2 separate regions of the Anas platyrhynchos genome follow, and region 1 is linked to region 2. A link is a contact called in public Hi-C data. All regions are on one chromosome and are shown on one strand. Each heading gives the region's core, a stretch centred on a gene start, on an enhancer-like site or on the middle of the called end of the contact. The rest is flanking DNA. Distances are from core to core; before and after follow the strand shown. Region 1 has its middle 17 kb from the start of PROSER1. Region 2 holds the start of LHFPL6 (LHFPL tetraspan subfamily member 6).

What was found. Hi-C and Micro-C count contacts between places; a contact is called where the count stands out from the background.
Region 1: a contact with region 2 is called in a Hi-C map of subcutaneous adipose tissue, with 1.5 times the contacts expected there. The contact joins the enhancer-like site here to the promoter of LHFPL6 in region 2. A contact is called at or near these places in 3 of 8 Hi-C or Micro-C datasets (skeletal muscle and subcutaneous adipose tissue).

What each region holds. Positions count from the first base shown.
Region 1 is chr1:180,571,709-180,574,408 of IASCAAS_PekinDuck_T2T, reverse strand. No RefSeq gene overlaps it. Among named protein-coding and RNA genes, the nearest start is that of PROSER1, 17 kb to the left of the region's middle. Within about 2 kb of position 1,373, at least 3 of the 8 cell types and tissues checked have an H3K27ac peak or open chromatin away from gene starts, as enhancers often do. A contact at or near this core is called in subcutaneous adipose tissue, where this site is marked.
Region 2 is chr1:180,314,597-180,317,296 of IASCAAS_PekinDuck_T2T, reverse strand. It overlaps LHFPL6 (LHFPL tetraspan subfamily member 6), which reads right to left and starts at 1,443. Exons shown (of 4, transcript XM_027470840.3): 1 at 1,103-1,443.

The sequences.
Region 1 (2,700 bases), core at 124-2,623, 260 kb before region 2:
CCTTTCGTCTCCTTAGCATCTTATTATTTTATCTGTTAGGATTTTACGAGTAGTAGTCCTATCTTGCTAAAATTTGCAAATCAAATTCATTTTAATTTAAAGGAGAATGATTTGATGGTAGTGTCTGTTGGGTTCAGTTAAAATAAATCAAAACACACTCCGTGTAGCTGAAATTGTCTTGAAAGCAGAAAGGCAGTTGCAGTGTAAATCTGTGGGGGTGGAGGTGATGAATTATACTGTGAAGGAAAATGAAAACCAGATGGCACTTGCCAAACACCAACACAGCGCAATTATGCACAGTGGAGGCATAACCATGTAGCACGTACGCAAACCTGTTATCTACACCCTCACCAGACTGCTGAGAGGAGTGCAGCTCCAGTTTTACTGAAGTGTCTGGTGACCCTGGAGTTTTGCAAGATGAAGACAAAGCAGCAGCTTGGGCTGAACGAGCCCGGGGTGGAGAAGAGATGAGGCGCAGACACTTTGATGGGAGCTCCACGGCACTGCTGGCTTTGCCCAGTTATGAATCCAGCCTCGATACTGGAGGAATCCAGACCTGATATAGAAGGAAGACCCCAAAGAAAAGAGTAAAATCCCAACTGTACTGCAGTCAGCAATAAAATTGTCACTGACAGCTACAGCAGAAACAGGATTTCCCCCCGTGCAAACAGGCTGCTTTTGTTGTTGCTGTTGACCCCGCTCACGAGGACTGCAGAAAGCACGAGCAGGCACAACCTGGTGACAGGGGACTGGCATCAGGGCTGGGCTGCTTCTGCTGCCCCAGAGCATTCACAGTTTACAAGCTGGGGAGAGGAGCTGTAAGTGAACAGAAGCTTCTGCTCAGCAGCGAGTTACTGCTTATTAAATGCCGTTGCTTGAATTTCTTTGCAACTTTAAAGTAGATTTTCCAATCACCAGATGAGTCATCCCCCTAATCCTCTTTATTTTGCCAACAGACAAGTGAAAAGACCCAACTGATATACAGCTTGGCATGTTGCCATTTTACGATTCAATTTACTATCGTAATTGTTTGTTGTTCTGCTTTGTTCCTGCAAAATTGATGGATTATAATAATTATTTTGCATATTGTATTTCTCTTTCAGTCCTTAGATCTAGAGAAAGGTATTTGGGCCATTTTTTTTTTGCAAGTGAACCACAGCAGGGGCATGCCATTTTTGTTTAGAGGCATCCAGGATAACCTTTATTATCAATATATGCTATTAGCAACATTAAGGAGGAAAATTGATTCCCAGGAAAATCCTTCTGGGCAGTTCCCTATCAGCGGAAAGGTCACGGCACTGCAGAGTTAAAACCTAATCATCTCCACATGACAATTCTTGCTGGGTTTGTTTCAGCTAAAATATCTTGTGAGATGGTCATATGAGTGCTTTATGACTGAATGAAGCAATCTGCAGAAGACACTTCCCCCTTGGCAGGGACTCTGCAGCTGTGATGCAGTGACTGACAGCATGCCTGCTGCAAGGGAAGATGCACATCAAAAAGGGAAAGGCTGACACACCGTGTGGGTACACATTTGTAGGGGTTCTGCCATGCAAGGACTCAAGGGGAAGAAGTTTGGTCCGTTTACATTTCAAAACTGGACTCTACTTCAGCTTGGGTGAATGTTGCATGTCACAACACAGAGAGGCTCTCCGCAGTGAGAACTTCCAGGTGAGACCTCTCATCCACTGCATTGTGCCTGACAGATCTATCAGCTATTTTCTGGCAAGAACCTCCTGGCTAGGAGGCCACCTATGTGTGGCATGAGGCCATATGCCCACGTTGGAGGGGTCACAGCTTTCTGGGGTAGGGTTGAGTTCACCCATGGTGCCTTCTGGAAGCTGTTGCTGGAAAAAAAAAAAACTGTCCCCAGAAGTATGCATGAGCTTTGTCTTGAAACAAAAGCCTGGTGGAGAGCTAGCAAGCAAACAAAAATTTCAGCAGAGTTGGGGTCCAGTACTTAGGCTCACTCCCTGCCCCCCATTTCTCAGCAGTACTGGCATACCAAGACTCATCACCTTATTTTAGCCAGAACAGTGTCACCAAATGAGCAGAAAGGGGGTGACAAAAATCATATCCAACACTGCACATGCCCATGCTCTGCAAGGAAGCAGACATTCCCATCGGGTGCTGTTAGTTTAACCCAGAAAAAAAAAAAAAAATTGTTGGCAGGGAAAGACTCTTCCGTCTCTCAAGTCAAAGTGCCTCTTGGGACTTCTTCCAGGGAACACAGCACATGCCCCACCTCCTGCTCAAGGTCCCATCCAAAATTATGGTTTCATCTTATGCAAAACAGCCTAATTTTTTTGGCAGAAAACTTGAAAATGAATACTGCAGCTTAATCATGGAAATTCTTCTCTTTTTAATAGGATTTTATGCCTGGCTAATAAATAAGTTGTCTTTCAAATGAAATCTGCCCCAACTCTGTTCTCCCACTGGATCCCAGCCCAGCTAGGAGAGGTGGAAACTCTGGAGAAGTTCTGCTTTCTCTGACAATAATCGGTGCTGTTGAGTGACACACAATGGCAATATCTTTATTTATTTATTTATTGAGTTGCTATCATTAATCTCTGTTGTACTACTGCCTGCCCTCTATCCCCATGGCTTTAAAACAAATGTTACAACTTGGGTGATTATTTTTTTTTTTCTTCCCAAGTGCTTTTGCCACCTTGCTTGTTTGCTGTTGCTGTCTCCTGTCTT
Region 2 (2,700 bases), core at 194-2,693:
ATTTGTAAATTTATGATCATCTCTCACCGTTGCTGCCAAATTAATCCCGATAGCTATTTACAGGGGCTTTTTTTCTAAGCATGATTAGATGCCAATCAGCGAACGCAATTAATGCGCCGGCAATAAAATTAAAACTCCTTCTGCACAAGGAGGGAACGTAGGGGAAGAGTCTGGAAGTGAAATTAAGCATGTGCACCGCACAAAAGTTTTGTTTACTTTTACAACACGGCGAAAAAGAAGTCTTTTCCCTAACGTTGGCAAAGGCCTGTGCCGCTTCCCAAGAAGCACACGCCTACCTCCTCGCAGACGTAGCCCATCTGCAGAAATGCCTCCCAACCTGCAAAAGCCCCAAACCCCGAGGGACAGAAACTTGGCGGAGGGCACGGGCTGCCCCCATCCCTCCAGAGGCATCTTCTCGGGGAAGGATCCGCCCGTGCCTTGGCGTGGCACCAAGCGGCTATGGCAAAGTGGGTCACGGCACGCGGGGAAAGCGTTCCCTCAACCGGCAGAGGAGACACGGCTGGAAATAGGGGACAACATGGAGGCTTCCAGTGGCAGGACCCTACAAATCCAGCAGGACCCTACAAATCCCCCAGCAGGACCCCCCACCTCCCGCGGGCTGCCAGCCAACGCCCGGGACTCTCTCTGGGGAGCGGGACTCGCCAATTTGGCCCCAAAACCCCAGCCCTAAAGCAGGAGGGGGCGGTGGAGAGCTGGGGGGGGGGGGGGGGGCCGAGGGAAGGCGGGGGCCGGGAAGCGAAACTCGCCGGGGTGATGCGAGGGGAAGGCTGCGGGGCGGGAGGGGGGCGAGGGGCTGGCAGGGCTGCAGGGGGGTCCGGGGGGGAGCAGGAGGACAGAGAGGGGAGAGGGGAAGGGAGAGAGGTCCGGAGCGGCTGGGGGATCCGGGAAAGACGGGGGGCGAGGAGGGGAAGGGATGCGGGAAGGTGTGGGGTTGGGAGGGCAGGAGGGGAAGGGGGACCGGGGGGTCCGCTGGGACGGGGAGGGGATGCAGCCGGGTGTCGCTGCGGGGAAGGGAAGGGGAAAGAAGGCGGTGGGGGAAAGGAAGGGGATCCCGGGGCTCCGGGGGCAGCCGGGTACTTACTCGCAGGCCGGTGCCGGCAGCACATGGGAGAGCCCCGCCGAGGAGGGGGGGGCGCGGGGGTGGCCGCCCCAAAGCGACTGTCCCCTTGGTCCTCCGGACACGGGAGGGAGCGGGACCCTCCCCAGCCCGGCCTCCCCAGTCCTTCCCTGCCTTCCTCGGCGCGTTTCTCTCTTTCTCTCCCTCTCTCCCCTCCCTTTCCCCACGTCTGATGCCTCGGGAGGCAAGGCGCTCCGCCGCCTCTCCTCCCACTTCCCCCGCCGCCGCCTCCCCGGGCGGGACCCGCCGCGATCGGGGCCGGGGGCGAGGGGTCGGGGGGTCGGGGGGAGCCTCCCCGAGCCCTCCCCGGGAGGAACTGGAGGGTCCCGGCTCCGTGGGGCCGGCCCGGGGGGGTCCCGGCTCCCCCAGCCCTCCCCCGGGGTGAGCGGGGCGCTGGAGCCGGGGGGCGAGGGGGAAAAAGCCAGAGGGGTGGGAGGGTGTCAAAAAAGGGAGGCTGCAGCCCTTAGATGGGGGAAAAAAAAAAAAAATGGGGAAATCTGCCGATGGCGTGTGCGTGCGAGCTGCTGCTGATCCAGCGTTTTGATCGCAACAGTTTTGGGAGGCGAGAGCAAATGTGAGCGGAGTACCAAGCAGCTCAGCCCGGCTGCGCCAGGGCCAGGCGGAGAGGGGAGCCCCGCTCCCTTCCCTTCCCACCGCCTCAAGTGGGAAACTTTTGGGGAGGGATGGTGCGGGCAGAGCCGCTGGGAGACGGAGATTTCCTCCTCCTGCTCCTTCCTCTCCTCCCCGCAGCTTGAACAAATTCCCGCAGACAGAAGACAATTTTATGCCGCGTTTAATTTATGGCGGCACCAGACGCGCAAAATCTCTTTGGTAATGTTTCTTTTACAGTCCGGGAACATGGCGTGTGATTTAAGTACTGATCATTAATATTATTAATGCTAAATGGAAGTGAGGTTTATTGCGCTCAGTCTGTATTTACACCATTTAATAGTAACAACAGTCATGTTGGGAATTAAATTATAAAGCCACTTTATTGGATTTAAAAAAAAAAAAAGATTCTCCATTTTTTCCCTGTAATGCAAAGTCTTAAAATCAGAACACTACTGAAAATGTGTGTTTTCTCAAGGGATAAAAAATGGATGGGGAAGTACATAGCAAGAGCTAGTTTTCCACTCTAGCATATTCTTTGAGGAAAAGTGCTTCAAATAAAAGAAGTAGGTTACTTATAGGTTCAGTGCTGGAAGCTATGCGGTGATGTGCTTCACAAGGCAGACAATAAAGGCATACCTCCAAAATAGCCATGCCTCCCCCCCCACCCCCAGCTACATCCACAAAGCCTACATCTGTATTAGCAACTGTTGTGGATCAGCCTGACCCAATCTGTGCAGCAAACCGGTTGGTGTTCAAAGACCTGATGGATATTCATGTGTCTTCTGATTCACTCTAGCACTCAAGACTCATTAGATGCCCTTCCAAAACCTGTCTTCTTGTTTAGTCTCATCTGAACAGCATCCTCTTTGTGTACACATCACTGCAGGGTAAACCAAAACATGGTTAAGGGAGGATGATCTGGAGACTCGCCCCGAAAGTGTGCCCTTGAT